2 separate regions of the Anas platyrhynchos genome follow, and region 1 is linked to region 2. A link is a contact called in public Hi-C data. All regions are on one chromosome and are shown on one strand. Each heading gives the region's core, a stretch centred on a gene start, on an enhancer-like site or on the middle of the called end of the contact. The rest is flanking DNA. Distances are from core to core; before and after follow the strand shown.

Evidence for each region. Hi-C and Micro-C count contacts between places; a contact is called where the count stands out from the background.
Region 1: a Hi-C map of skeletal muscle shows a contact between it and region 2, with 5 times the contacts expected there. The contact joins the promoter of MAF here to the enhancer-like site in region 2. A contact is called at or near these places in 2 of 8 Hi-C or Micro-C datasets (liver and skeletal muscle).

The regions. Positions count from the first base shown.
Region 1 is chr12:5,945,213-5,949,106 of IASCAAS_PekinDuck_T2T, reverse strand. It overlaps MAF (MAF bZIP transcription factor), which reads right to left and starts at 2,483. Exons shown (of 4, transcript XR_005268829.2): 1 at 561-2,483. LOC140003533 reads left to right here and starts at 2,320. Exons shown (of 3, transcript XM_072043996.1): 1 at 2,320-2,337; 2 at 2,469-3,231. The coding sequence starts at 2,320.
Region 2 is chr12:5,890,342-5,894,157 of IASCAAS_PekinDuck_T2T, reverse strand. No RefSeq gene overlaps it. Among named protein-coding and RNA genes, the nearest start is that of MAF, 54 kb to the left of the region's middle. Within about 2 kb of position 2,562, at least 3 of the 8 cell types and tissues checked have an H3K27ac peak or open chromatin away from gene starts, as enhancers often do.

The DNA of each region.
Region 1 (3,894 bases), core at 1,234-3,733, 55 kb before region 2:
TGTGTATTTTTTTTGTTTTATGTTTTTTTTGTTTGTTTTTTTTTTGTGTTTTTTTTTTTTATTATTTACTTTTCGCAAAGCTCAAATCTCATATGAAGAACTCAGGATGGCAAAAAAAAATCTGACTCTTTTGGACACAGCAAGCTCAAAAGAAAAAAAAACTCATGAACTTAAAAATATATATATAATGTGGATGGCAGGTTTCAAAGAAGAGCAAGCTTCATATGAAGAACTGAGTTGGTGGTGAGTTGGATCTTTTAAATTTAAAAAAAAAAAAAAAAAACAACAGCAAGCCCCCACAAAAAAAAATAAAAATAATAATAATAAACAGAAAAGAAACTCATGTAGAACTTTAGGTCGGCCAACACGGAGCCAGCCCACCTTAAAAAAAAAAAATCAACCCAAAACCAACTTGGTTTTAAAATCGTTTTGAGTTTAAAAACAAAAAAAAAAGAAAAAGTGACACGAGGTGGCAAGCTGGGTTGTCGCTCTAGCAAAGCCCCCAACAACAACTCACACGGAGAACTTTTAGTTAAGGTGGCAAGGCTGTGGGCACTCACATGAAAAACTCTGGAGAGGAAGGGTTGTCGCTGCTGGATCCGTTTTCTCTGAAGCCATTGCTGACCAGCTTCTCGTACTTTTCCTTGTAGGCGTCCCTCTCCCGGACCAGCCTGGAGATCTCCTGCTTTAGGTGCTCCACTTGCTGCAGCAGCTGGTTCTTCTCCGACTCCAGGACGTGCCGCTGCTGGACCCTCTTGAAGCGGCAGGACTGGGCATAGCCCCTGTTTTTGAGGGTCCTCCTCTTCTGCTTCAGCCGGATCACCTCTTCCTTGCTGACGCCCCGCAGCTGCCGGTTGAGCTCCCGCACGGACATGGTGACCAGCTGCTCGTCCGAGAAGCGGTCGTCGAAGTGCAGGCCGCCTCCGCCGTGGTGCGGGTGGTGCAGCCCCCCGGCGCCCCCGCCGCCGCCGCCGCCGCCGCCGCCGCCGCCTCCGGAGCCGGCGGCCGACGACGACGAGGAGGAGGAGGAGGAGGAGGAGGAGGAAGGCGGCGCGCTGCCCGGCGCCGCGCCGTGGGGGTGCCCCCCGGCGCCGTGGTGCGGGTGGTGGTGGTGGTGGTGGTGGTAGTGGGGCGCGCCGCCCTGCGCCGCCGCCGCGGCGATCACCGCCGACACCACGGCGGCCGCCGAGCCCATCTCCTCGGCCGGCCCCGAGCCCCCGGAGCCGGCGGCCGCGGCCAGCTGCTGCCCTCTAGCATAGCCATCGAAGGCGCCGGGCAGCGGGTGGTGGCTGCTGTTGATGAGCGCCTCCACCGCGTCCTCCGGGCTGAAGCCCAGCGCCTCGGGGTTGAGCTGCTGCGGGTAGCCCGTCATCCAGTAGTAGTCTTCCAGGTGGCCCTTCTGGTCGCTGCCGGAGCCGGGGCTGGGCGCCGAGAAGCTGGGGGACGGGGGCACCGAGCTGCAGGGCGTGCTCATCGGGGTGGAGGAGAGCGAGCCCCCGGCGATCAAGCGGCCGCACTGGCTGATAATGCGGTCGGTCTCCACCGGCTCCTTTTTCACTTCAAACTTCATCAGATCGAAGTCATTAACATATTCCATGGCCAGGGGACTGGTGGGCAGGTCGGAGCCGCTCATTGCCAGTTCTGATGCCATCCTTTTGCTGCTGACAGTCCTCCAGAAAGGGTGCGCTCCGGGAGCGAGGGGACTGCTCTGAGTTGCCGCCGGGTGAGCCAGCTTGCTGCCGGGCGAGCTCCGCTCCGCACCGCTCCGCACCGCTCCGCACCCCTCCGCACCGCTCCTCCTGCCGCTGCCTCTCGCCGCAGCCTCGGCTCCGGCTCCGCTCCGCTCCGCCCCGGCCGCTCTCGCTCCGGCTCCGCGTTATCCCTTGCAGAGTCTCCGCTGCTGCTGATGCATCAGAGCGAGGGGCTCTCGCTATTCGCCTTTTGCATAAAGGTTTTTTTTTTTTTTTCCTCCTCTCTCTCTCTCTCCTCTCTCTCTTTTTGCAGCTTGCAAACTGCAGCTGGAAGTGTTAGCTGGTGTTGTTGCGAGTAAATCTCTTTTCTTTTTTTTTTTTTTTTTAGGTTCAGTTTGGTTATTTTTAACACTTCATGGTGCCTTTCCTCTGGGCTTTCTCATGCAAAGTGCAAAGCGAGGAGAGAGGTTCATCGGGGAAAGGAGGAGGGAGAAGAGACCGAAGACAAAAAAAAAATCAAAGTCGATATCGCAACCAAAATAATAACAATCATAAAAAAAAAAAAAAAGGAGAGAGAGAGAAAAAAAAAAAAAAAAACACAACTCAACCCCAAAGCTACGGCAAGAAGATGAAAAATATTTTAAAGGTTTCATCCAGCAGGAGAGTTTAAAAGCATTGCAGAGTTTTATAGCGCTCCTGACGTCAGCCTCCGAATGGCAAATTGGCTGGGCGGGCGGCCCAATGGGCTGCCTGCAGCCGCCGGCATTAGCATAATAGTATAGAAACAAGGAAACTTTTCGGGGCTGTCAATCAGGGCGCAATCAGCTGACTGTCAGCTGGGAGCGCCGTAACCCCTTCCTGCCCGCCCCGTTCACCGGGGACCGGGCACCGGGCTGGGGCCGCTCCTCCCGCCGGGACGCGCCGTCGGGTGCCCGCCCGGCTCCGCTCCGCTCCGCTCCGCGCTGCCTTGCTTTGTCCTGCTTTGTCCTGCTCTGTCCTGCTTTGTCCTGTTCTGTCCTGCTCTGCCCCGGGGTGCGGAGCCCTCGGGTGCTCCTGGCCGGCCGGGCACCCGAGGGCACCGGGGGACTTGGCCCGGGGGCGTGCGGGGACGGCCCGAGGGAGGGGGCTGCTCCGGGGGGCTCCGCGGGGCTCGGCGGTGCTGCCGGGCTCAGCCGGGCTCCAGCCGCTACCTGGTGCCGGTACCGAGACCCCCGGGCCGCCCCCCCGCGGCGGCTCCCCCCTGGGTCTGCCGCTTGCTGCCGGCAGCGATCGTTCCCCGGCCGTCCCCAGCAGAGAGGTCCGAAAGCCCTGCAAGTTTGCAAGCCCCGCTCCCGCCGGCGCTCGGCCGGCCTGGCCGGGCTAATTAACGGAATACATCGCGAAACTAATTGTCTTCTTTTTAGCCTCCCCTCCCGGTGCCCCCCGGCCGGGGCTGGAGGGGGGGGAGCCGTGCGAGCGCGGAGCGGGCTGCACCCGGCGGTGCCGAGCGGCGGCGGAGCGGCTCCGTTCAAACCTCGACAGCGCCATCTCTCGTCGAAAGGTCAGTGCCGAGGCCGTCCCCGGCCGGCGCCGAGCCGCGGGAGCAGAGCCGAGCCGTGCCGGGCCGTGCCGAGCTGTGCCGTGCCGTGCCGTGCCGTCGGGGCTCCGCCGTCGGGGCTGGCCCGGCCCGGCCCGGCTCAGGTCGGCTCGGTTGGGGTCCCTTCTTGGCCCCCCTTGGGCCGGGGAAGCCCGCAGCCTGCCGAGCTGCCAGGCTCGCTTTGTCGAGCGGGCTTTATGGGAATATCGATAGAATTAAAGTTACTTGTAATTCCGTGATAAATGAGATGTCTCTAGTAAGTAAGATTAAGTGCGGTGCTATAAAGTTGTTTATCTGAAAAGTAATTCTCAGAAACCTGACTTCTGACACTTGGTCATATATTAAACCAGCTTCTTGAACATTGTACTTCAAATCCTCCCTTCTCCCCTTGCCCGGTCCCTTCCCCCTCCGAGTTTGCTATTTATAACCGTGCACGGGGTATGACTTTGTAGGTGCAGGCAAGTCTCTGGGTAATTTTTCACCAACTGTGAAAATCATCATTTGCGATAGCCAAAGAATCTCTGCTTCGGAAATAATACTTGGCTAGTGGATTCACGAATGGATAACATCTTCTGACTATGCCATTATCAGTACGAGTGCCAGTACTAACATCTGAAAGTCATACAG
Region 2 (3,816 bases), core at 1,313-3,812:
AAACGCAACATGAAAAACACTTCATGTTCATTAAAATTGCACCCATTAGATCATAATGTATCAACAGCAAAACAGAGCTTCCAGAAGTAGAAACCTGTTGTCTTGCACTAGTTCACTGGTTCTTACACTCAGGGTAGGGCTTTTTTAGATGAGCAAGGCTCTGGAACAAGGCATGCCACGAGTGTGTCCATCATAAGAAATGTTGTAAAATGGCTCTATTTCCTGTTTTAAAACTCCCTTGTTTTGACAACAAGGTAAGTTTGACCAGAACGTCCATCCTAAAAATCCCCAGGGTGAAATTTAACCCTGTATAGCTGATTAACTATTTAATAATCATGGTGGCAAAAAAACTAACCCATTGTCTGTACTCTTCCATCCAAGGACGAGGATAACATTAGCTCTGAAGAGACTCTGTTTGCTGAAGCATACAGCATGCGGCCAAAAGGGATTGTCTTATTGGAGCAGCTATCACAGGAAGGTTTACAACTCCCTTCTCTTGCCTGCACAAAAATCCAGTAACAAAAGATAAGTTCACATTTAAACAATGCCCATGGAATTCTGCACCCAGACACCACTCCTGAGCTACCTACAGCCACGGCGCCCCGCACAAGGCAGCATTTCATCGTCCACCTCTACTAGCACAGAAACGATGATGACCAAAAAATGCATCCCACTTTCCAAGTGCAGCATAGCAGAGAGTGGTTTTGGCTTAGCTGCTCTAAACAAGGCACTGATTAGCCAGTAATCAGCGAGCGATTAGCAAAGACAACTAGGTCACTTGGAGTTCAGCGTATGTATTGTTTGCTGGGAGGCACCGAAACGCTTGTGCTCCATGTAAGCACACATGCTGATACGATTGTCCACCGCAAACATCCATTCAACAAACTTTGGTTGGGAAATCAACTTGTGTCCCATAAAAATTCAAGTGTAAATATTGCAAAATAAGAATCGAGATACTGGCTGGCTTTATAAAGCATTGAGAGTTGTAGGTTGTTAATGTTGTGTGTTAAATAGCTTCAGTATGTAACACATAATCAGGAACACTGCGATACGATGACAAGCCATCTTTTTTTTTTTTTCCAAAGATTATTATAAACAATCTCTACCACGTTGTTCCACAGCCTAGCCACGACCGTTCAGTATCAGATCTGGAGGTCCCCAAACCCGCTGATAGTAGCTTTGCACAGAGGACAACTACACGGCAGTCCAGAGCACAGATAGCACCAGAGCTCGCACACAAAACCATAGCTGATCATAAGGGACATCTGACACTCCTCTATCCCAAATTTGCACTTGCCTTGACTTTGGTGAATCAGTTACATCCCCTAAAAGCTGCGAGTCCTACAGGTTTGCCACTTTTAGTCCTTGTGTCACCTTCTAGATACAAAGGAAATCTGAAAGAAAGGACTTGCCAGCCACTTCAAAACATGGCTAAATATATACCTGAGACAAATTCATGGTCTCCACATTACCCATTGCATTTAGTTTCTGCTATGCTAAAGCAATCCCATGTATTCTGGTAACCATCACTAGATGTGTCTGAGATCCCGTTCCCTGTGCATGGGGGTGGTAGAATGGATACAGCCCCACTTCAGAAAGACAGGGCAGGAAATCCCCAGTAATGGCATTCTGGCTATCTGGGAAAAAAAATCAGATTTACATACCAACACATTTGTCTCTTCCTTGCTAAAATGGTGGATGTCTATTCCTGCCAAAGGAGGATTGTATTAACTGTACGAACGCTGTATTAATTTTAAGAGTCTTTGTTTTCTCAGCTAAAAGCGTTCCATGAAATGGTCATAACCCTGAAACTCCAGCAATCAAGATACATCTATAGGAAAGATCTTTTCTTCACACACTGCCCCTTCCTTCTCCCGTTTTATTTCCCTCACAATAAGAAAACAGAAACAGGAACATATAGGAACATAGGCTTTCCTAATGTAAGCCTAGTCACTGTGCCCTATAGCCCAGTGCTCTCCTTTCTCTTCACCCCCAAATGAGGAAAACGTGATATTTTCAGACACTATTTCCAATTGACATTCTCTTCAATAGAACTCTGGCATCATTAGGGCTGAATAATGTCTGGGGCGCACATGTGCCACATATACACACAAATATGTATCCGTATTTATCTAAATAACATGACTGTTGGTGCCAGAAACTTTACTACATTGTTGTACAATAGCCTCTTAAGTGGTTTGCATTTTCAGTGTTATATGAGTGCCATTGGTTGTCTAATCCTGCTTTGAACTTGATTACTGTTGACTTCAACAAAGAATGTCATGTAAATTTTAAAACTCATAATTTGGCAAGTGTTTTTTTTTTTTTTTAAATCCTGTGAATCTGAGCTCTTTTTCTTGCAGTGTCTTTTAGCGGGTGTTGTAAGGAAGCAGCTATTCAGTTATTACAAGCACTGACTGTTTTGCTAAAGCATGGTATTTGAAGTAAACAGATATCAGAATATGTATGTCCCAAGGTTAAGTCTAGAAACAGGATGCTCTGAATTCAACTGGAGTTAAATTAGACTGGAACAAACATGAGCAAATCCTCCAGCCAAGAGACAAAACATTTTTTGTTGTTGTTTTCAGTCTCTAGGACATTAAAAATATCCTGGCATGACAACACAATGTAATACTTGAAGCCTGATATGACATAAAATGAAGACAGAGGACGCTGTCCTGGAGACATGCCTTGCATTAGCTTTAAATTTGTCCTCCAATACTTAGCAAGCATTCATCAGAGAGTGACCCTGACCACACCTGGATGGACAACTGTTGGTGCGGGAGATGGCTTCATGCCCTAGAGGGATCCCAATCAAGGGTCCTTAGGGATTGCTAAACTGTAAGAATGGTGCTGTCGAGACACTTCTGGTTCCATCCTGTCCCCTAATGTCTCTTTCTTCTTGAGATACTGAGGGAAACTGAAGAAGTGTAAGGTATGTCCCTCGTGTATCTGTGAGAGAACACAGAGAAGGTTGCTCCTGTGAGGATAACAGGAAACGAAACATCCCGGTTTTGCCATGATCAGACTGTTGTAACGCAATGTGTGTGCAGAAATGTGACCTCAGATTACAAAACAGAAATGAAGTGTATGGAGATTTGCAGGAAATAATGCAAATGGAGAGGAGAAATATCTTTTTCTTGCCAAAGTCACGCACACACATAATGTCAGTACCAAGCCAGTGCATACCCTCAAGAAAATGCCCATAGGGTTTAGGGAAAATATTGCTGAAATTATTACAGAATAATTAAAGAACTGTTACTTGACAAAAGAGTAGGACTGGAACACCAGGAGTTCTCACCATGGCAATGGAAAATTAAGTTGTACAAGTGCCACTGTTAACATAGGCAATGCTCTAGAAATTGGCTAAAAGCATCAGAAGAAAGCAGATAAGGTAAAGAAGGCGTGACACTAAGGGGTGTTTGCAGGAAGCCGTTTACCTTGGTTACTTTAAAAAACTCACTTCATTTTAGTTACTTTCCTTAGCCACTTCCATTTGAAGACAATCTTTTTCTTTCTTCTTCTTCTCCCCACCCCCCAAAACCACCGTTATCTACTGTACATGTATGTGGAATGAGGACAAGGATCATCATGCTAACTTCAGCACAAATCGTCTTGTACCCTTAAAGAGCATCACCCCAGCTGAGATGGAAACAAGTCAGAAAACCTTATCACAGCATTAATTGCAAAACATCCGTATCTCATTGTCCATAAAAGGAATACAAGTTTTGAAGACACCCTGGAAGGCAGTGAACTCAAAGAAGGAGCATCAAAAAAAAAACCAAAAAAAAAACAGGGGAAACTATTTAATGGCAC